3 separate regions of the Mus musculus genome follow, and regions 2 and 3 are each linked to region 1. The links are chromatin contacts, called in public HiChIP or PLAC-seq maps. All regions are on one chromosome and are shown on one strand. The core of a region is the stretch at or near the end of the contact, and the rest is flanking DNA. Distances in the headings are between cores, read along the strand shown.

Evidence for each region. HiChIP or PLAC-seq counts read pairs in DNA pulled down with a chosen protein or histone mark.
Region 2: a contact with region 1 is called in a FOXA1 HiChIP or PLAC-seq map of pancreatic cancer cells. The contact joins the enhancer-like site here to the promoter of Dyrk2 in region 1. A contact is called at or near these places in 1 of 484 Hi-C or Micro-C datasets (cortical neurons) and 4 of 115 datasets of contacts at active chromatin or transcription factors (embryonic stem cells, neural tube and pancreatic cancer cells).
Region 3: an H3K4me3 HiChIP or PLAC-seq map of neural tube shows a contact between it and region 1, with 2.6 times the contacts expected there. The contact joins the enhancer-like site here to the promoter of Dyrk2 in region 1. A contact is called at or near these places in 2 of 39 promoter capture datasets (the C10 cell line and cranial neural crest), 1 of 15 datasets of contacts at CTCF or cohesin (pro-B cells), 2 of 484 Hi-C or Micro-C datasets (embryonic stem cells and olfactory sensory neurons) and 10 of 115 datasets of contacts at active chromatin or transcription factors (DN3 thymocytes, bone marrow-derived macrophages, differentiating embryonic stem cells and 6 more).

What each region holds. Positions count from the first base shown.
Region 1 is chr10:118,867,118-118,871,177 of GRCm38.p6, forward strand. Dyrk2 (dual-specificity tyrosine-(Y)-phosphorylation regulated kinase 2) reads right to left here and starts at 1,786. Exons shown (of 3, transcript NM_001014390.2): 1 at 1,604-1,786; 2 at 1,033-1,181. The coding sequence starts at 1,652.
Region 2 is chr10:119,109,930-119,113,989 of GRCm38.p6, forward strand. No RefSeq gene overlaps it. Among named protein-coding and RNA genes, the nearest start is that of Gm33982, 19 kb to the right of the region's middle. Within about 2 kb of position 2,177, at least 22 of the 459 cell types and tissues checked have an H3K27ac peak or open chromatin away from gene starts, as enhancers often do. A contact at or near this core is called in pancreatic cancer cells, where this site is marked.
Region 3 is chr10:118,673,924-118,677,983 of GRCm38.p6, forward strand. No RefSeq gene overlaps it. Among named protein-coding and RNA genes, the nearest start is that of Gm33337, 40 kb to the right of the region's middle. Within about 2 kb of position 2,103, at least 46 of the 459 cell types and tissues checked have an H3K27ac peak or open chromatin away from gene starts, as enhancers often do. A contact at or near this core is called in neural tube, where this site is marked.

The DNA of each region.
Region 1 (4,060 bases), core at 536-3,035:
GTCCACCTTCTTCTCATCTCCTGTGATAAGCAAGTTTCAGTCACACATGATTCCCCACCCCCCTCCCCCAGAGATGCTCCCTGCAGGCCACAAACCATGGGTGGGTGCTCTCAACCAACTTTCACTTGGTAACAAAATCCTATGCCCTGCAAGCAACCTCACATAGAAACCATCCTAGGTTGCTCACGCTCCCAGAGAGCCTTTGGGAAAGAGACCTTTGAAACCACCACCTTCTGCAAGCGCACACCTCCTCTAGGCTCCAGGTCACCATCCAAAGGCCATCGCTGGGAGCCGAGGAAAGGTACATTCTGAAGTCACATCCAGCTTGCCAGTCTCTACAGCTACCAGTCCCAGGCTCCGCTCTCCTCCCCAGGGACTCAAGGGACAGCCCTTGTCAGGTGCCCTTCCTTTGCCACCTACAAAGCAAAGCCCAGTCTTTCCTTTTGAGCAATATCCACGTTGAGAATCCTGCGGGGGGGGGGGGGTTGTTTTGTTTTGACTACTGCTGTAGCTCTTATTTTTGTTAATGTTAATTACAATTTCTGCTGTGCTCAAACCTGTAGCTCTCATAAAACATGCTTACACACGCGGGGGACAATTGGCGGGTGCTCCCTGCTGGCTGGAGCCAGGCCTCGGAGGCTCTTTGGGGGATCGATTTTCCGGGCAGGGTAGGCTAGCTGTCCCCTAACACATACGTTTCTATAAATATCCACTACCCCTGGGGTTGGGAGTAGATGTTTACCGGGTCGGGGGGGAAGGGAGCTCTGAGAAGCAGAGATGAAAAAAGGGGGAGGGGGCGCAAGGAGGAAGTTCCCAGGAAAAGGAGCCTGGGGTGGGCGAGCACCAGAGGGAAGCAAGGGGCCCACGCCACGAATCTCCTTTGTGGCAGCAGCTCGGGGCTCGCCCAAGTTGCAGAGGGCGGCGTCGAGGACAGGCCCCTGCTAGGGGCGTGGAGATTCGGCCCTCTCTTCCCACAGTCGGAACCCAACAAGCCAGGGGTCTGCCTGGCGCCCACCCGAAGCCAGGTCTCACCGTGTGGGCTGTAGTGGTAGCGTTGCTGGCCCGGAGAGGCGGCAGGGCGATGGGGGAGGGCGGGCCGGTCCCCACTCCGCTTCGGGGAGCCCCCGCGCCGATCCCCGGGGAAGCCTGAAGCTGGCGAACGGCGGTGTCCCCTCCTCGGCCTGGGAGCCACGCGCGGGAGGAGACAAAAGAGGGTCAGGGTGGGGGAAGAGAGCCACCCAGACCCCCCGCCCCCGCCCCGGTGGGCAGCGAACCCCCTCTTCTAGGGAGAAGATGGAAGGAGACACCCGGCCCGGGAAAAGCCGGCGGCGTGCGGGAAACAAGGGGGGTCGGGACGCGACTCCCCAGCGCGCACCCGCCAGCTGCAAAGTTAAGTTCGCGACCCGGCGGGGAGCAGTGCTGGGCCGGAGCTCCGGAGCCCACGTCGCCGGGCCGGGGGAGGGGAGGGCGGGCCACCGAGAAGGCGCAGCGGCGGGGTCGCGCTCCGGATGGCCCTCGCTCGACCCGCCGGGTTCGGGGATCCCGGGGCACCAACGCGCGCAGCCCGCGCCCCACGCCGCCGACAGGGTCCCGGGGCCCTTACCGGTCGGGTAGGCGGCGGGAGCGGCGGCCGAAGGTTTCCTGGTTAACATGGCCGCGGGAGAGGAACGTGCATGGCAGTGCTGCCCTCGCCGCCGGTCCCGCCGCTACTCCTCGCCGCCGCCGCCGCCGCCTCCTGGTCGCCCCTCACGCGGGTCACCCGCGCCTCGTCGCCGCCTCGCTCCCGCTACAGCCAGACACACGCAGTCCGCTGCATCCCCTCGGCCCGGACCCGCCGCCGCGAGCCCCCCGCTCTCCTCCTCGCCGCCGCCGTCCCCCTCGTCCTCGGGCGGCTGCTGTACCCCCCGGCCCGTGCACATGCCTCGCCCTCCCCTGCCGCACCGCTGGCCTCCCCGACTCCCTCACATCGGGGCCGCGGGGAGCGGGTTGCGGCCGCCGGGACCCACTCGCTCGGGAGCCTCCTCCCGGGCCCGCGCGCGTCCGCGCACACTCGCACACACGCTCGCCCCCGCGGCTCGCGCCCGAGAAGGCCAGCCCCGCCCCCGCCGAGGCCCCGCCCCGGACTCCCCCCACCCCCCACCCCCGGCCCCAGCCACACAGGCTGGCGGCCACCCCACCCCCACCCGCCACCCCGGGAGTCCCACCCCCTCCGATCTTCCGCAGAGCCGCCCTCCGCTCCCAGGAAAACTGCGACTCCGGCTCGCCCTGTGCCTCCCCTACGGCCATCTGCCCTCTACCCGGGTCCCCCTCGCCCCTGCGACGCCCCTCCCGGCACTACCGCGCAACCTACCGCGGCCGGCCTCCTCCCGAAATTGCTGCAGAGACCACTCCCTCTTCCATCACGCCCCTAAACACCGCTCCTAATGGCTGCTCCCAGACAATACTGCGGCCCCCCACCCCTGGCCCCGACCCTAGTCCCTGTCCCTGTCCCAGTGGCCCAGCCAGCCCCTCTCCCCAGTTTATCATGGAGAGAACTTAGTTGTATGAGGGTCACCTCGGAAAGTCAGGCTCCGAGGAGGGACTGCGGCTGAGCCTGGTGACCCAAGCATGGACGAAGGAAGGGGCTGCCCTTCCACCTTCATTTCAGCCACGCACGCCCTCCCTGATTCACTGACACCGAGTGACCGCTGCCCTCCAGTCGCTAGGACAAGGGGAGGCAGACAGGCGCCTGTGGACCGCAGCTGAGGTAGCAGTTGGCTGTGGGTTGCTAGGCAAAAATAAACATCAGAGACACCTCCCATTTCCTTACAACTCCAAGCCTTTCCCCGGCGCGGCGCGGCCACTGAGACAGACACACCTTCCTTTCAGCTCTCTGCTGCACTGGTGCGACACCTCTGATTCCTCACATCCTCGGAGGAAAAGATTCCTTTTCCCTTTCCCTTCCCAGACACGTGGAGAATTTCCCCGCCCTTTTCATTTGTGGTCTATAGCCTCTGTTTCCCAGAAAGAACAAAAATTTTCTTCTCTGTCGTCGCACACCTTATGCTTTGTCGCGCGTGGCACACTTGTGCACCTTTGTCCACTTGGACAGCCAGGTGTGGAGGGAAAGCTTCAAAAAATCCCAGCAGATAGGGAAGAAAGTTGGACCGCATCCAGGCATGCACTTCCTTCCTGGGAGGTGCCTAATTTCTGAAGTGCTCCTGGAGTCCCGGGTCCATTTTTTACTGTCCTGTTCATTGTGTCTGTCCCCAGGTCCCCGAGAGTGCTGGCCCCAGCTAGAGCAGACTTCAGTCCAGAGGGAGCTACCTCCTGCTGTTCTGTGGGCTCTGCTGTTTGCAAATTGTCATAGCAACCTCCTACAAAGATCACCTCAGCTTTATCCAAATGCCAAAGGGACCGGCCCACATTACAGTGTGACCCTCTAGGGCGCCTACAGAGTAATAAGAGGAGGGCACACTCCACCCTCGAAGAGAATGAGAGACAGAGACAGACAGAGAGGAGAGAGGCAAGCAGACAGGCAGAGACACACAGAGAGACAGAGACAGACTAATTTCCTTCCGTTTGGGGGTCCTTTTACAAGAAAATAGGGCCACGGTACAATATTAATAATCGGCTCATGCCATGACCTAAATTGCCCCTAGCAAGAAATCCCTCCCTGCGCTTATCGCCTGCAAACTCACTCGGGAAGGCTGGAGTAGCATTCAGAATTAACCAACAGAAAGGGGATACTAAGGAGCAGCTACATGGCTACAATGTATCTGAGATCCTCGGAGTGGTCTCGCTATTGCTATGCTCGCAGCCTGTGCGCTTTCAAGAAAATTCAGGCAGTTTTCCCCCTTACTCTTTCTAAACAATTATCTCCTTCCCATCTTATTTTTTGAATACTCCATACGACTGATGTTTGAAAAGAATACTGTTCTTAAATATCAATTCCAGTATCAACTTATTTCAAATACCATTGCTTCAAAATTAAATAAATAATAAGAAAAATCATAAATAAGAATACTAATAGTACAGGTACATTCTAGCTCTGTTTCCAAATTAATAATATTAATAGAAT
Region 2 (4,060 bases), core at 927-3,426, 240 kb after region 1:
ATCAAACTCCAAGTGTTGGTCACAAATAAAATCCAAGTTGCACACCAACACAGGAGGAAAGTGGTCATTGGGCACACATCAATGGTGAGAGACCCCGGTGCGGTGCATACACAGCACTGCAGGCCTTCTTTCCTAAGCATGTATCACAAATGGCTGTTTTATGAATTTTTATGATGTTTTCCCTCTCTTATGTCTCCCACATAAGAGTATTAACCTCATGTATGATGTTTTTTTCCTTATCTTATGACTTCCAGATATGAGTATTAGCAACTCCATATTAAATCTTAATGTAGTTTAGTACTTGGGAAGTAGTTGGTACTGGATAAATGTGTCTGGTTAGTAAGAGGAGAGGGTGTAGTGCTTCGGATTTGTTGCTGATTTTAATCTGTGGTCCTCTCAACAAATTTATCAAGCTCAGTAAACCACCTGTCACTGCTACCCAACGGCGTGGATTGGATATGGAGAATGGGTAGAAGAATAGTGATTTTATATCACGCTTCCATGACAGGATGGGTAGATACTAAAAATCATGCAATTTTGTCCTTTAGAATACAAAAAATAAAAAGCAAAAAAGTGTCTTTTGGCAGTCTTCATTTTTAACCGTCCATTGTCACATACCACCGATTTGTTTCTTTTGGTGTTTATACTTGACGATAACAAAGCAACATTGTAAACTATACTTGACTGTAATAAAGCAACATTGTAACCATTACTGCTCTTATAGAAACAGAGCGTTCTTTTTCCCCACCTGCCTAGGAGCCCAGAGTCTTTGTCCCTAGCTGTTTTGCTGATAAAACGGAGAGAATGGGGCTGGCATTAAGCTGCCAGCTTGGCTTCTGGCAGCTTCTGGACCTCAGAGCATAATTCCCTCCCAAGTGGGTTATCAGAATCAACCACCCTGGGCTAATCAGAATTTCAAAGGATGCAGATCTCCAGTTTAATTTAAGAGGATTATTCTGAACCAGGTCTGAGGAGGACATTGGACGAGGACATTTGGGCCCCGTTTGCTCAGGGGCATCAGACGCAGCTGGAGGATTGAACTTTTCCAAGAAAGAAAAGAAAATGTAATACTGTGAAAAGTGGGGAGCAGCATGCTGCAAGTCTGAGCCCTTGCTCTAGGGTGGGGACCGAGGTGCTGTGGCTTTGATATTCTTCTCTGATGAAAGGGAAGAGACGGGACCAGGTGACTTCTTAGATGTCTTCCAGCTGTGAGATTCCCCAGGTCTAATCTCTGAGGCTCCTTCTTGCTGGAAAATTGAAGAACAGAAAGACTCAGATTCCTCCAGGTTGCAGGCTTCAGGAATATTAAGGAAGGAGCCCAGCGCCTGCTCTCTGCCCTCAGCGGGGTGCAGAAAGAGGTGGCAGAGGTTGTGGTTAGATGAAAGTCTGCATCTCCTGCCCACTGAGTTTAAATTTTCTTCTGGAAAATCTGAGGAACAGTGTTTCCTTCCTGCCCAGCTGTGCTGGCTCGTTTTGGGTTTTTTTTTTTTTTTTTTTTTTTGTTTGTTTTTTGGGTTTTTTTATGTCAACATAAACTAGAGTCCTTTTGGAAGAGGGAGTCTCAAATTGAGAGCATTCTCTCACCAGGTCAGCCTGGTGAAGAAAGCCCAGTTCCCCAGCCCCTGGGCAGGTGCTCCAGAGCAAAGCCTGCTAATCAACTCCTGGAAGCAAGCCAGTAAGCAACAGTCCCCCAGGAGTCTGCATCAGCTCCTGCCTCCAGGCTCCTGTCCTGGTCTCCTTCAGTAATGGACTGTGTGCGGTGTGGGGTGAAGCTGTAAGCCCTAATAAACCCCTTCCTCCCCATGTTGATTGGGTTATGACGTTTTATCAAAGCGAAAGAAATCCTGACCAAGACACCAGGAGTATTGTGAAGCTGAACTCCCTCAGGAAATCTCATGATCGATTCACTCTTCATTCCACAGAAGTAAGTGCAGATACCAATTTTGCTACTGTCATGAGTCATAATGTAAATATTTTTGGAGACAGAGGTTTGCTGAAGCGGTTGTGACCCACAGGTTGAGAACCACTGTATTTTTAGACAGTTCTCTTTAAACCCCTGTTTCTGGGTGCTCTTTGTTCATAGCAACATTTGAGAGCCACTCATAAGGCCAACTATACAATAGTATCAAAAGGTCTGTCTCAAAACAGGGGCTGGAGAGATGACTCAGCGGTTTGGAGCACACCCTGCTCTTGCAGAGAGCCCTGTTTCATTACATAGCACCCACCTGCTGACTCACAACCATCTGGAACATGTGTATTTACATATATGCAGGCAAGACACTCAGATGCATAAGATGAAAATTAACACACATATTTTTAAAACACATTAACATCTTTTGGTTTTATTTGTTTTGTTTTTGTTTTCTTAAAGATTTATTTATTTATTTATTTATTTATTTATTTAATGTATATGAGTACACTGTGACTCTCTTCAGTCACAGCAGAAGAGGGCATCTGATCCCATTACAGATGGCTGTGAGACACTATTCAGTTGCTAGGAATTGTACTCAGGACCTCTGGAAGAGCAGTCAGTGCTCTTAACCGCTGAGCCATCTCTCCAGCCCTTGTTTTACAAAGATATGCCCGCCTCTCCTTTCCAAGTGCTAGGATCGAAGGTGTATACCACTATGCAAGGCTATATTAACATGTTAACTTTAAAGATTTTCTAAAAAGAAGATATACAGGAAATATTTTCTTATTAAAAGTCAAAATTATCCAAGAATAGATGTGAGGAAATATTCAATTTTATAAAATTTAGGAGTTTGTTCTTTCTTTCTTCCTTCCTTCCTTTCTTTCTCTCTCTCTCTCTCTCTCTCTCTCTCTCTCTCTCTCTCTCTCTCTCTCTCTCTCTCTCTTTCTTTCTTTCCTTCTTTTTGGGGGGTTGGTTTGGTTTGGTTTGGTTTTTTTTCGAGACAGGGTTTCTCTGTGTAGCCCTGCCTGTCCTGGAACTCACTCTGTAGACCAGGCTAGCCTCAAACTCAGAAATTTGCCTGCCTCGGCCTCCCAAGTGCTGGGATCAAAGGAGTGTGCCACCACGCCCGGCTATATTCTATTTTTAATTGTAGTTAAATTTGTTTTTTTTTCTGGCCCCCAAATGATTTATTTATTATTATATGTAAGTATACTGTAGCAGTCTTTAGCCACTCTAGAAGAGGGTGTCAGATCTCATTAAGGATGGTTGTGAGCCACCATGTAGTTGCTGGGATTTGAACTCAGGACCTTCCGAAGAGCAGTCAGTGCTCTTACCTGCTGAGCCATCTCTCCATCCCTAAATTTGATTATTAAAATTAGTGGTTTTGCCTTCAGATAGCTGAAATTATATATATGTAAAGTATACAACTTGATGATTATATATGTATATTGGGGAGGGAGTCACCAGAAATATCCGATTAGTACATCTGCACACAATTGCCGCCATGAGTATTCTTGAGTGTGTGCATGCTCGAGTGCTCGCTGCAGCGCACACACATACATGTGCAGTGTGTGAACTATGTTCACAGGATTGTGTGTTTGATCTCCAGAGCTTGCATCCTTCATAACTGAACCTTGTACTGTTGACTCTCATGTCCCACTTCTGCCTTGCCCCACCTGTAGAGAACACCATTCTGCGGGATTTTGACAGTGAGTTAAGATCACATCAGGCTGGTATTTCTGCACCAGGATTATTTCACTTAACACTGCACTCCCAACCTTCCTAACGCTGCGACACTTTAATACAGTTCCTCATGTTGTAGTGATTCCCCAACTATTAAATTATTTTCATTGCTATTTCCTAACTGTAATTATGCTACTGTTATGAAAATGTAAATGTAACCAAATAAAAATGTTGATGTAAATATCTGTGGTTTCCAGTGGTCTTAAGTGACCCCTGTGAAAAGGTCATTCAACCCCAGAGGGGCCACGACCCACTGGTTGAGAACCACATTAATAACACAATGTCCTCTGGGTTCATCTAGTTCTCCAAAGGCAGGCCTCTTTCTCTGTAAGACTGAACAGCCTTCTGGTGTTTCTGTCTAGACAGTCTCGGTTTTTTATTTATATTGTAAATTGGGATAGGGTA
Region 3 (4,060 bases), core at 853-3,352, 190 kb before region 1:
AATGCAATAAGAGGGAGTTAACAAGGCAGCGTGAGTTTATTTATTTATTTATTTACTTACACAATGCAACTTCAATGTAAGAAAACTCTCCAGAAAAACACGCTGACTTCTCAAGTCATTTCAAGAGGACAACCTGAGCACCGGTCACAGCCCACAGGGCCCCATGAAGGTTGACATGCTGTATCTATGGAAGCTTTGGATTATTTGTGATGCCTTTGCCTTCATCCCTACTATTGGAGGGCAACTAGTCAATACAGCCTCAACATGAAAGAATGGAGCACGGAGCCAAGCTAGCTTTGTTCAAAGGCTGCCTCTGCCACTTTGTTGCTATGTGACTCGGGCAAGCCACTTTGTTGCTATGTGATTCTGTGTTTATGCACTCTGTGCTGCTATAGCTTGTTGGGCAAGTTAGTCAATGCCTTTGAAAACGGGGTTGAAATTGTGTCTAGATCAGAGATGCTTGTGAATGGGGAATGACTCTATATACATGATGTGGGTAAGACAGGAATATGTCTGCACGCAGCAGAGATAGATTTTATCCTTTCATCATCACCACCACGACTAGCATCATCAGCTTCTCATCATTACTCCCAAACGCTCTGTGCTTTACAACTATGGAGTCTGGGTTTCAAGGTGACCTGACTCTGGACTCTGAAGGATTGTTATGGTATCCAACTCATCCTAAAACAATGGCCACGGTTGAGTGTTCCCTGAGCACTTCACAGACTCCCCTTTAAAGAAGAGACGGGTTCTCTAACCCCTTCTAGCGACCTGGGAATTTGGGTTTAGATGTGGAAAGTTGCACAAGGATCTAATTAGCACAAGAGGAGAATTCAATATAACTGGCAACAGAAACTGATTTTATAGAATTGGATATAATCCACAGAGTAACAGAGAAATAAAAGTTACATAAAATTAATATATATATATATGTATATATATATATATATATATATATATATATATATATATATATATATATATAATTCCCTGTTTCTCAATATTAAAAAAAGAGAAAGAACAGAACTCTAAAAGCCAAAAACATATCAAGGAGATTTCTGAAGATAAATCACGATGGGAAGTTGAGAGAAAAGTTGAAAGAGAAAAATAAACCTTAGTTGTCTAATTCATAAAGGCTTCACGGAAATCTAATGAGCTCTGGGGAAAATGATGAGTCCAAATGGGTGGCTCGTTTCTGCCAAGGATGAGCTGATCTTACATGTCCCAGGACTGGGGATGATTTAATCACTCCCACTGGTGAGATTTTTTAATGCAACTTTATTAATAATATTAGTGAATTCCAGGACCTCAAAGATTAGGTGAAGGTGTAAAAGCCAGGGAGAACAGTAATTCTAACACCGAGTAATGACAACTAGACCAGAATCTACCATCTGTCTGTTCAGGAATGGGAGATGCTGAAGACATCTGTCCTCAAGAAGCATTCATTCATCTTCTTCAAAGGTGAGGACATGTCTCTGAGACGCTTCACCCAGCAGCTGACTTAGACAGATGCAGACACCCACCGGGGACTCTTATGGAAGAATAGGGGGAAGGATTGCAGGTCCTGAAGGGAATAGGAATTCCCCAGGAAGACCAATAGAATCAACTAAGACCAACAGAATCAACTAACCTGGACCCTTGGGGCTGCCTTGTCTGGCCTCAGTGGGAGAGAATGAGGGTAGCCTCTCAGAGAATTGACAGGCCAGGGCAGGGAGATACCCATGGGGCCTCCCACCCACTCAGAGAAGGGGATGGAGATGGGGGAAGGATTGTGGGAGGGGGTGACCGGGAGGGGGCAGTGAGAGGGATGGAAAGCAAATAAGTAAAAAAAAATAAATTATTATTTTTTTAAAGGTGAGAGTGTGATTGCATGGTGTCTGCAGCTAACTCACACCAGGCTGCACAAGGCAAGGACAAAAAATCTTATTTTTCTAATGTGTTCCTTTACAACAAGAACCCCAGCCGCCCTTCAAATTTGTCTTCAGTGACACCACTGTGCCCTGAATATTAGTCATCTTGGCCACAGGAGGCAGCCCGCACACTCTATTATTCCTTGCATGCCCTTTGGAATTCCAGGAAACACACCAGTGTGTGCTACAAGGTCTGCTATTGGCCAAGGCCAGAAATAGCAGAAAGGCACAGCGCCCAATCGCACAGGCGGCAGCTGCTCAGTGCCTGCCCTTGCTTCCAGTCTCATCTCTGACTCCTTGATCCCTCAGCCTCAGTGTTAACCTCGGTACCCTGGAGATGAAACCAGTATTTATCTCACGCGTTTGTGTGACCAAAATCCTGTTTAAAACCTTATCACCGTACCGCAGCATCCCTGTGGAGTTTCAGTGTAAGGAACAACGGAGGAAAATCCCACAGGTCGCCTCAGCGTTGTCTGTCAACCCACACACTCCACGTGCAGTTAGAGCGCTCGGGGCTTCATTTCCATCAGCTCCGAAGCTGCACTTAGCTTAGGTGACATTTTACTCAAGTGAGCCGTCAGTTTAATTCTCTTGATTTATGAGTCCACTTACATTCCCCTTTGAGCACCCATTCTGAGCGGTGAGAGAAAAATCAGTGGATTTAGAGCCCTGCACACACTTCCCAGGTGACAGACACAGTCCCAAGGGGACCGGAGCAGCATTATGAGGTGCCTGGGGCGGGGCGGGGGGGGGGGGGGCGCCCAGTCCTTGCTTCCCGCAGCTGAGATCAGCCGCGATGTCTGGGGTTCCGGTTCATCAGCAAAGTTGACTGCTATGTTTCTTGACTCCCATCTAAAAGTTCCTTCAGATCCAGCTTTCTGGCAGCTTCCTGCGGACCTTGAAGGTCTCTCAGAGGTGCATCCGATCCTGCACCTTCGCAGGCCCCATGTTTGATGGGTGAGCCATTCCCCCCTCCAGGTAAGCCTCCCAACTTGCTCCTTTCTTCAGCTCTGAAAGGACAGAAAAACTGTTTCCGGACTTCTTACCTTCTTATCTGGATTGCTTTGCCTACTCTCATCTCCTGCAGACTCCAGCCATTTTGAAGCACACGTGCCCACATCTACCTTGCTTTATCTTTCCTTCTCCACTGCTCCTTTAGCCTGGAGGCCGTGTTGGCCCTAGTATCCCTAAACAGAGGAAATGCCACTGATATTGTGAAGAAGGGGGTGGGGGGAGGGGGAAAGCAAGGACATATCAAGAAAAGTCAAATTGCTTTCTCCATAATCTTGATGAGTCATAGCACCAGATAACAGATACCTAGCATCCCTCTAAGTGCTTCCTATGTGTTAACTCTTTAATCACCAGAACTGTTTTATCTGGAGAGAATTACTGAGCATATCCTTCTTAGATGGTACCCATCCACTATCATCACCACCACCACCAGCACCACCATCACTATCACCATCATCATCATCATTACTGTTACCACCACCGTCATCGTCATCCTCCTCATCGTCGTCATCGTCATCATATTAGGATATTTCATTCTCACGTTCTAGAGGGAAGATGGAGGCTCAAACAGGTTAAAGTAACTTGCCCAGGCCAGTGGGAGTGCCTACTGCCAATCTGGAAGTCAGTCCCACATGGGGTTGGTTTTAAATTCTGGGCCTCTATCCACCCTTTACCTTCATCTTCTCGGATATGCACCAAATAGTTGCTCTGGTCTCCCTTAGACTCTAATTGTAGCTTCACCGAATCAGCAGGGGTCCCCCAAATCTTCACCACCTGTCTGTATCCCTTGCCTCTTGTTTATCCACAGAACCTGCCTCCTGCACCTCTCTTTTATTTTGAATACCATTACCTCACTTAGGTGGTAACTGACTATTCCTCTGTGAACACTCTAGACGGTCTGTTGCCCATCTAAGAAAGAAAGACATGCCTTAATCAAAGATGTAGGGCCTAACTAAACAACTGCTGCCCGACTCAGTGGAGACCGCAGCCAAAATTTGAATCATCTGAGCCCTGGCGATCTCATCTCTACAGCAAGGATGGAGCCAGAAGTGATAGCACACACCTCAGCATTTGGCGAACTAAAGCAGGAGGTCCCTGAGAGTTCTGGGGCTAGCCTGAGCTACATACTGAGTTCTCAG